2 separate regions of the Nomascus leucogenys genome follow, and region 2 is linked to region 1. Evidence: chromatin contacts called from public Hi-C data. All regions are on one chromosome and are shown on one strand. The core of a region is the stretch at or near the end of the contact, and the rest is flanking DNA. Distances in the headings are between cores, read along the strand shown. Region 1 overlaps GNG12 (guanine nucleotide-binding protein G(I)/G(S)/G(O) subunit gamma-12). Region 2 has its middle 99 kb from the start of SERBP1.

Region 1 (3,891 bases), core at 522-3,021:
TTGTGTGCATGTACTTTTGTACTCATGACCCCAAACACAGCAACCCTGGCCTGTTTGAAGACCCCACCCTGGACAGGGGACAGTGTTCCCCCAGAGCTGCCACTCTTGAGGCTCTGGAGGAGACTGGGCACAGAGACCCTCACTGTGGGACAGGCAACTGAAGGTGATTGTCCTACCCCCTGAGCCATTGAAAGCTTTTTTCTTCAGATACAATATTATTCCCAGGGGTAGACCACTAAACATTCTCCCTATGCTGCAGTGAGAAGCGGCTCACAGATTCTGCCTCTCTGTTGAACAACTATAGCTTTTACTTTGAAAGCTAATGTCATTCATTTCTATAATGGCTAGTAAATACTTTTAGTGGCCCAGAATGCATTTTAAAACGTGTGTGTGTGTGTGTGTGTGTGTGTGTGTGTATCCATGTAAATGGGCAGTCCTGGTAGACTACGAGTGGATGTGTGGGTGGGCGGGTGAGGGGTGAATGTGTGTAAATGGTTGGGAAAGTCTGGAGTGGCCCAAATAATAACTGAGGTTAAAAGCTGTTGAAAACTATTTTAATGTAAAAGGAAAAACAAAAGCGCATGCATCTTTTTAAATGAGGAGCAAAAATAACTCCTTACCTGTTAGTGTTATTTTTAAAGTATATGACGAGTAATTTATTACCTGCTGCTACATATAGTGTCATGAAATATGAAAATACAACTAGTAAGTGGGAAAGGAAATTTGTGCAAGTCAGCATTGCTGTAACTGAAAGAACTAGAGTTTATCCTGCACGTATACTGGCAGTCTAACGTGAGTCTGGGCAAATGAGAGAGCTCAGTAAGACGCATAGAAGTAGGTATAGGATATTCTGAGAAATAAGCGGGCCTGGAAACCTAAGCCCCAGTTATAACACTGTTTCTACGGGAAAATATGCTTCATAAATACCTTCTTTGAAACCAGCTTTTGAAACCCTGCCGATTTGTAAGTTGGGGGCTAATGATATAAAATGATCACCTACTGATCTGTAAAATTCTCAGCACTAGTCTGTCATCAAGCATGTATTGAGTAGCTGCTGGGTGAACGACGCTGTGATGAGCATAGCAGGGTGAAACAAAAGAAATGAAGGAGTGTTTCTGCCCTCAAAAAGCGTGGCCCTCGTTGGAGAGAGAAAACCTGCACACAAAGCAGCCTGAGAACTTCACAGTGCCTGAACCCACAAAGCAAGAGGCCTGCAGGCAGCAGTGTGAAAGAGGGACGGGAGGCAAGTGTGGTGAATCAGGAAAATGGGGGTTCCACTGGCAGAACATGTTCCCTGTTCGTTTGTAATCCCCCAGAGGCACACCAGAGACGGTCTCATTTTTCCTGGAGAGCCTCACACGAGCATGAAGCGGTAGCTGCAGTGAATGTCATATGATCCTGGCGTGCCAAGCAATTCGAAACTGCAAATGGCATGTGGTATTACCTTATTAGGAAAGGTTCAGGCTTTTTTCCTCTTTCTGCTCCGTTTTTGTTGTTTAAAGGAAGATAGGTTGTTGGCAGGCTGGGCAGTGGGTGCCTTCTGTACCCAGAGTTTCAGTTCTGAAGCACACCCTGGTGAGAGTGCCCAAGGTCTGGAGCCCGACTGTGTGTTTTTGTGTAATTTTCTGGGAGAGTCTGTAGATGGGACAGTTCTAACCAGTGACTCAGCACCTGAGAGGCAGAGTCCTTACCTTATTTTTCAGGCAGAGCTGTTGCTTTTCATTTCTCTCCAGCCTTGAGGTCTCCAAAAGGGAGAAGGGAGATCAGGAGAGGGGAACAAGTTGTGGGTAAAATTCTCAGTCTGGGGCTGTGGTGCATCCCACTGGGAATGCCGATAGCCTGTGGAGATGGGCGTGTGGCTGAGGCTGCCTTGCCAGGTGAGGCATCCAGATCAACCAGTCTGTCCTGATTGGAGGCTCCTAAAATAAGCCCTTTGCTGTGTTGTGCAGGCTGCCTCTGAGATGTGCTTCCTGGGGGCAGCAATCAGCAAACGGTTGTACCCAGACCCTTCCTCCTGGTACTGTCTTTTAGCTTTGAGAAGCACTGAATCCTTGTTACTATATATGCAGTGGGGGAAAGAGGATGACATTCTTCCTCAAAGGATTTACATCATCATCAGTAGCAGCAAACGTTTATTGAGTGCTTACTGTGTTCCAGGCACTCCATGTGCTTCGTCTCATTTAATTCCCTTTACAGCCCTGGAAGGGCTTTTTTATTAAAACTCCTAGTACTATTATCTTCAAATAATAATTTTACCCTAATGTAAAGTTCCATTTTGCAGGTGAAAAAAATGGAGGTTTAGGGAAGGGTTAAGCGACGTATCCGTAGTCTCACCATGAGCAAATGGCGAAGGCGGGATGCAAACCCAGATCTGTCTCCCTCCAAACTAAATTAGCAGACTATTCTTCTTAGACACCTTTTTATTTGCAGTCACCGTAAGTAGTGTCTGTAGACCTTCTGCTTTATTCTCCTGCATTATTCAGGAAGAAGTGGAGGGTTTGGTTGTTCCCCCCTCTCCCCTCCAGGGGAGATGATTTTCTTTTTTAAGGAGAGTTTGTAAGGGAAGTGTTGAGTTGGCCACAACCGACAGGGAGAGGCTATTCTGGCCTTCACATGTGTTACGGAAGAATGCGTGGTAATGAGTGGGAGAAACAGAACGTAAACCAGGACAGGGCAGGATCAAATAGAAGGAAATGTGATAGCAAAGAAAGGGGCAGTCCTGCCTCCAAAAGCAGCATGTTAATGATTTAGCACTCTGCAGACTTTTCGGATCTCACATGCTCTCAGCAGTGTTCAGAACTCCCTTGTTTGGGCGAGAGTTTTGCTTTCCAAAACACAAAACCATGACATTTAATTCTGAGTTTCTGCAGGGACTGGATGAAATCACCACTGGAAAAATAAGAATGGCAGTGCATGTTAATTATTCCAGGAACTCTTAGAGGGTGCAAATGAAACAGCTGCCATCCCAAAAGACGCTGCACTTCTTCCTCCACCCTCTCTTCTTGTCCCGCCAAGCCCTGATTTCTGCTTTTTGTGCCCTTCTTGCTACTTCTTTTAAAGAACTCATATCCCCTGTGTTTCACTGAAGAGAAAAATGCATGCAAGAGATTATTGTTATTTTTTTATAAAGCATGTTACATCTTCCCAGTAGCCTATGGTATGGTTTCAGGACTACTCTGATTTTCGTATCTGATTGACCTTTGATTGGTAGCCACCAAACTCTGGAAAGCCAGGAATTTCTTTCTTGATCTATAACCAAACTTCCAAATGCTCAGAACTTCCACTCTTCAAAGGAAACATATTACAAACAGAAAACTCCTTCGAAAAGTGAATTGTAGTCCACCCTTTAGGTTCTCTCCTTTCCCTGCCCCCTAAAAAGGAAAGTTCTTTATCTCTGCCCTCTGCCTTTCTCTCCCTGCCCCCTCATGCAGACTAACAGTCTCTTGTTCTGATATAGAATGTTGTGTAATTATTTGTCCTCTGAAGATTAGGATAATAAAACATTTCAGCCACCCTCTTTTGGGTTCCCACTTTGCCCCAGTGAATAGAACTGTGCCCCATCATCCTTCTCCTCGTAGCCAGCAGCCTCAAGTCCCACAATAGCTCTGCCTTGGTACAGGGAGCCAACATTGTTTGCATAGCATACGTTCCTGGACAATTAGAAGGTCCAGTTTAACCTTCAGAGCATCCCCATCAGGTTGTGGGTGTTTGTTCCGGGAAGAGGAGGAGAGGTGGTGACCTGTGGTCCACACATGATGCTACCCACACACAAGTCCAAATCTTTATAGTCTAGAGACGAGCTGAAAATTGTGTTGCTAAAGTTCACATGTAAAATCAAACTTTTTAGGTACTTCAGTCTTTCTGTCCAGAAGCAGATAGCATTAATACTTG
Region 2 (3,891 bases), core at 830-3,329, 210 kb after region 1:
ACTAGAGGGGTTTCTTTGCCTGGCAAACCTCTTTGCTCAGGTCTGCTTGCCAAGCTTTCTTCTTGCCTGGACACTGAATGGACAGGCCTTGCCAGCATTTGCCCCTGAGACTTGTCATTTTCCAAGCTGCCATGGCTGGTCAGCTTCCTTCTCTTACAGTGGGGTCCCCTTCCCCTACAAGTAATTGAGGCTTGGTTCACTTCCTTAGAGTCTCAATCAAACCCAGTCTAATCTATTCAAGAACTCACTTAAACACAGTCTCTTAGATTTTTCCCACAAATGGTTTATCCTAACCAGTGTATGTGTGTTTTATTGTTTAATCCCTCACAAATTTTTATTTATTTATTTATTTATTTATTTAGAGACAGGGTCTCACTCTGTCACCCAGGATGAGTGCAGTGGCATGATCATGGCTCACTGCAGCCTCAAACTCCCAGGCTCAAGCAGTTCTCACGCCTCAGTCTCCCGAGCAGCTGGGACTACAGGTGTGTGTCACCACGCCCAGCTAATTTTTTTTCTTTTTTTTTTTTTTTTTTGTAGAGACAGGTCTTGCCGTGTTTTTTCAGGCTGGTCTCAAACTCCTTGACAAAAGCAATCCTCCTGCTTCAGTCTCCCAGATTGCTGAGATTACAGGTGGCAGCCACCGCTCTTGGCCTGCAGATTTACTTACAAATTCTCTGGGACTCCAGGCAGTCATTTTCTCAGGACAAGCAACAGGAGGAAATGAGCTCTGTCTAATAAGAAACTGAATTCCCCTTTGACACTCTGGGCATGGAAACCCTTCCTTCTCCAAAGGGTTGGAGTAACTCTCAGGGGCTTGTCCCCCAAGGCCCTATGAATGAAGCTGGATTTAGGTAATGGGCGGGAGGGAAAGCCTCGTACCATGGGTGGATTTGGTTTGATGTGCATTGCAACTTCATCCTATCAGAGGGTGGAGAATACAAACCTTGAAGCCACACACAGCGGAAGATACAGCACTCGACATCTCTGAGCCTTATCTTTAAAATGGGTATGTCATACCTGTATCTCCCAGAAAGGGGAAATTAAATAATAATGCACAACACTTGGCACATAATAATCATTATTCCTTCCTCTTACCCGTCTCCATTTTTCCCATTACAGGAAATTGTTCCACAAAAGGCTCCAACCTCTAGAAAAATTCTCCTTCTCTCCACTCTGCCCACCGCCACCCACCCAGGTATTTTAAAGTCAGTGAGAGAGGCCTAGCAATTACATTTCTTTTCTTTTCTTTTTTACAATGTCGTACGCCAAAATATTTACATTTGTTATTTAATTCTAAGAAATTGGGGATATAGAGGACAGATGATTGACCATGAGTTGATAGGTGTTGAAGCTGGATAATGAGTACAAGGGGATTCATTATATTGTACTCTGTACTTTGGGATATATTTGAAATTTTTTGTGTTAAGAATACTTTTCAAGGCTGGGCACAGTGGCTCACGCCTGTAATCCCAGCACTTTGGAAGGCTGAGGCCCAAGAATCGCTTGAGCCCAGGAAGCAGAAGTTGCAGGGAGCCGAGATCGCGCCACTGTACTCCAGCCTGGGCCACACAGTAAGACTCTGTCTTAAAAAAGAAAAAGAAAAGAAAAAAAGAATACTTTTAAGAGAAAAAGATCTTAATGGTAAGTTACTATATACCAGACACTGGTCTAGGAGATGGGGTTTAAAAGCATAAGCCTGAGCTTGCCTTTGAGGAATTTAGTTTAATGGGAGAGAAAACTGTGTTAATGGTCATTTCAAGCTGAGTGATGAGGGTGAGTGAAACTTTGTATTATGCAATGCTCCCATGCTCCACCCTGAGGGAGTGCCGGCATGTCCGGCTACCAACGGTGGTGGCGTCCCCGTGTGGCAAAAGTGTGAACACCACCTGCAAGTCACTCCGCCTTCCTGTGTTGAACTGGAGTGACGCTTGACGAATTTACAGCGTGAGAAGCTTCTCGTTTCTTCAATATTTGCATATAAATGAGACTTGATTAATATATTTTGGCACATTGCTTCAAATCTGTGGCGTAACTTAAATTTGCATAAAACTTGGCCGCTGAATTGTGATGATGTGTTTACTTCTCTAATAGGGTCCGTAGAAGCAGAGAGGGAATGAAGGAGGGAGGATAGAAAGAAAGAAGGGAGGAAAGAAAAATAGGGGCAGATTAGGCAGAAGGACGGTTTGCTCTTCTCCCTCTCCTACCTCCCCAATGTCAAAGTTATGTTATATGAGGTTTGACATTAGTGATCCTCTCTGCTGTGCAGTAATTGACATGTAAGTGACGTGAAACCCTCCTGCTGACTGGCTTCCCCATCTTGGGCTTATCATTTCACTTTCCAGAACCTAGATTATAGATTCCTCCATCTGTTATATAATATAGGAATAGCAGTACTGATCTGACCTCCCAAGGGTCATAGAAGGGTTACACCAGATAATGCAGGAGAAAGCCCTTTGAGCACAGGACAGCCAGAGACACGTGTTAGGGGTGTTATTAGGACCACTGACATGGCATTCACAGCTGCCACTTCCTTATGACTCACTAGCCTCTTATATGAGCCCGCCCCACTATGAGGCCCTGAAGGGTGCTGAGCTAATGTTTGTAAACCACTTTAAAGAGGAGAAGGGCTTTAAAGCAGCTTGGAACACTTCCGATTAGATGACCTCTACAAGCGTACAAAGGAGAATAAATATGGACTTTCCTCTTCCTTTTAATTTTCTTTCAAAAAGGGAGACAACTAGCTGCCTCAGCAGTGCGCGTCACAGTGTTTGAGTTAGCCATGTGAGTACAGAAGAGTTTTCTGGGACAGGGTCATGAAAAAATATTATGGTTCTTTTTTTAATGGGAAAAGAAGTGCGTTCTTGTTTTTAAAAAATGCAAATGATATAGGAGTACAGAAAATAACAGGTAAGGCCAGGCACAGTGGCTCACGCTTGTAATCCCTGCACTTTGGGGGGCCAAGACAGGCGAATCACCTGAGGTCAGAAGTTTGAGACCAGCCTAACATAGAGAAACCCCATCTCTACTAAAAATATAAAATTAGCTGGGTGTGGTGGCACATGCCTGTAATCCCAGCTACTCGGGAAGCTGAGGCAGGAGAATCTCTTGAACCTGGGAGGCGGAGGTTGCGGTGAGCCAAGATCACGCCATTGCACTCCAACCCAGGCAATAAGAATGAAACTCTGTCTCAAAAAACAAACCAAAAAAAAAAAAAAAGCCGGGTGTAGTGGCTCACACCTGTAATCCTAGCTCTTTGGGAGGCCGTGTCAGGTGAATCATGAGGTCAGGAGATGGAGACCATCCTGGCTAACACGGTGAAACCCCGTCTCTACTAATACAAAAACTTAGCCGGGCGTGGTGGCGGGCACCTGTAGTCCCAGCTACTCGGAGAGGCTGAGGCAGGAGAATGGCATGAACCTGGGAGGCGGAGCTGGCAGTGAGCTGAGATTGTGCCACTGCACTCCAGCCTGGGCGACAGAGCGAGACTCTGTCTCAAAAAAAAAAGAACGAAAGAAAAGAAAAGGTAAAAGCCCCATTTTTTTCAAATATGTCTTCACCCTTTCCCTAGAGGTAGCCGCTGTTAACAGTATGGGAGTGTATTCTTCCAGCTTTTATATAGATAGATAAATAGATCTTTCTGTGCATTCTGTCCTGCAATTTTCTTTTCTCACTTATCCCTAAATAGTAGTGTTTAAGAGTAGACTTTTACAAAGAAATTAAGAAGGAAATATAAATGTTTTACCAAGTGGACTACTCATTCAAATGTATTTCTTAATTTTGCAAGTAAGCTTTATTGTAAATAGGGAAAAGAAATAAAAAAGAGAAAATACATAATATTTTAAATAAAGTCAAATGTGTTTCTTAAACCAAAACATGGAGCTGGAATGT

Evidence for each region. A called contact is a pair of places that touch in the nucleus more often than the background predicts.
Region 2: a Hi-C map of an unstated tissue shows a contact between it and region 1, with 4 times the contacts expected there. The contact joins two enhancer-like sites. A contact is called at or near these places in 3 of 4 Hi-C or Micro-C datasets (a lymphoblastoid cell line and an unstated tissue).

What each region holds. Positions count from the first base shown.
Region 1 is chr12:106,011,555-106,015,445 of Asia_NLE_v1, forward strand. The region is part of intron 2 of GNG12 (guanine nucleotide-binding protein G(I)/G(S)/G(O) subunit gamma-12); the gene reads left to right. Among named protein-coding and RNA genes, the nearest start is that of GADD45A, 60 kb to the right of the region's middle. Within about 2 kb of position 1,772, the one cell type or tissue checked has an H3K27ac peak away from gene starts, as active enhancers do. A contact at or near this core is called in a lymphoblastoid cell line, where this site is marked.
Region 2 is chr12:106,222,137-106,226,027 of Asia_NLE_v1, forward strand. No RefSeq gene overlaps it. Among named protein-coding and RNA genes, the nearest start is that of SERBP1, 99 kb to the right of the region's middle. Within about 2 kb of position 2,080, the one cell type or tissue checked has an H3K27ac peak away from gene starts, as active enhancers do. A contact at or near this core is called in a lymphoblastoid cell line, where this site is marked.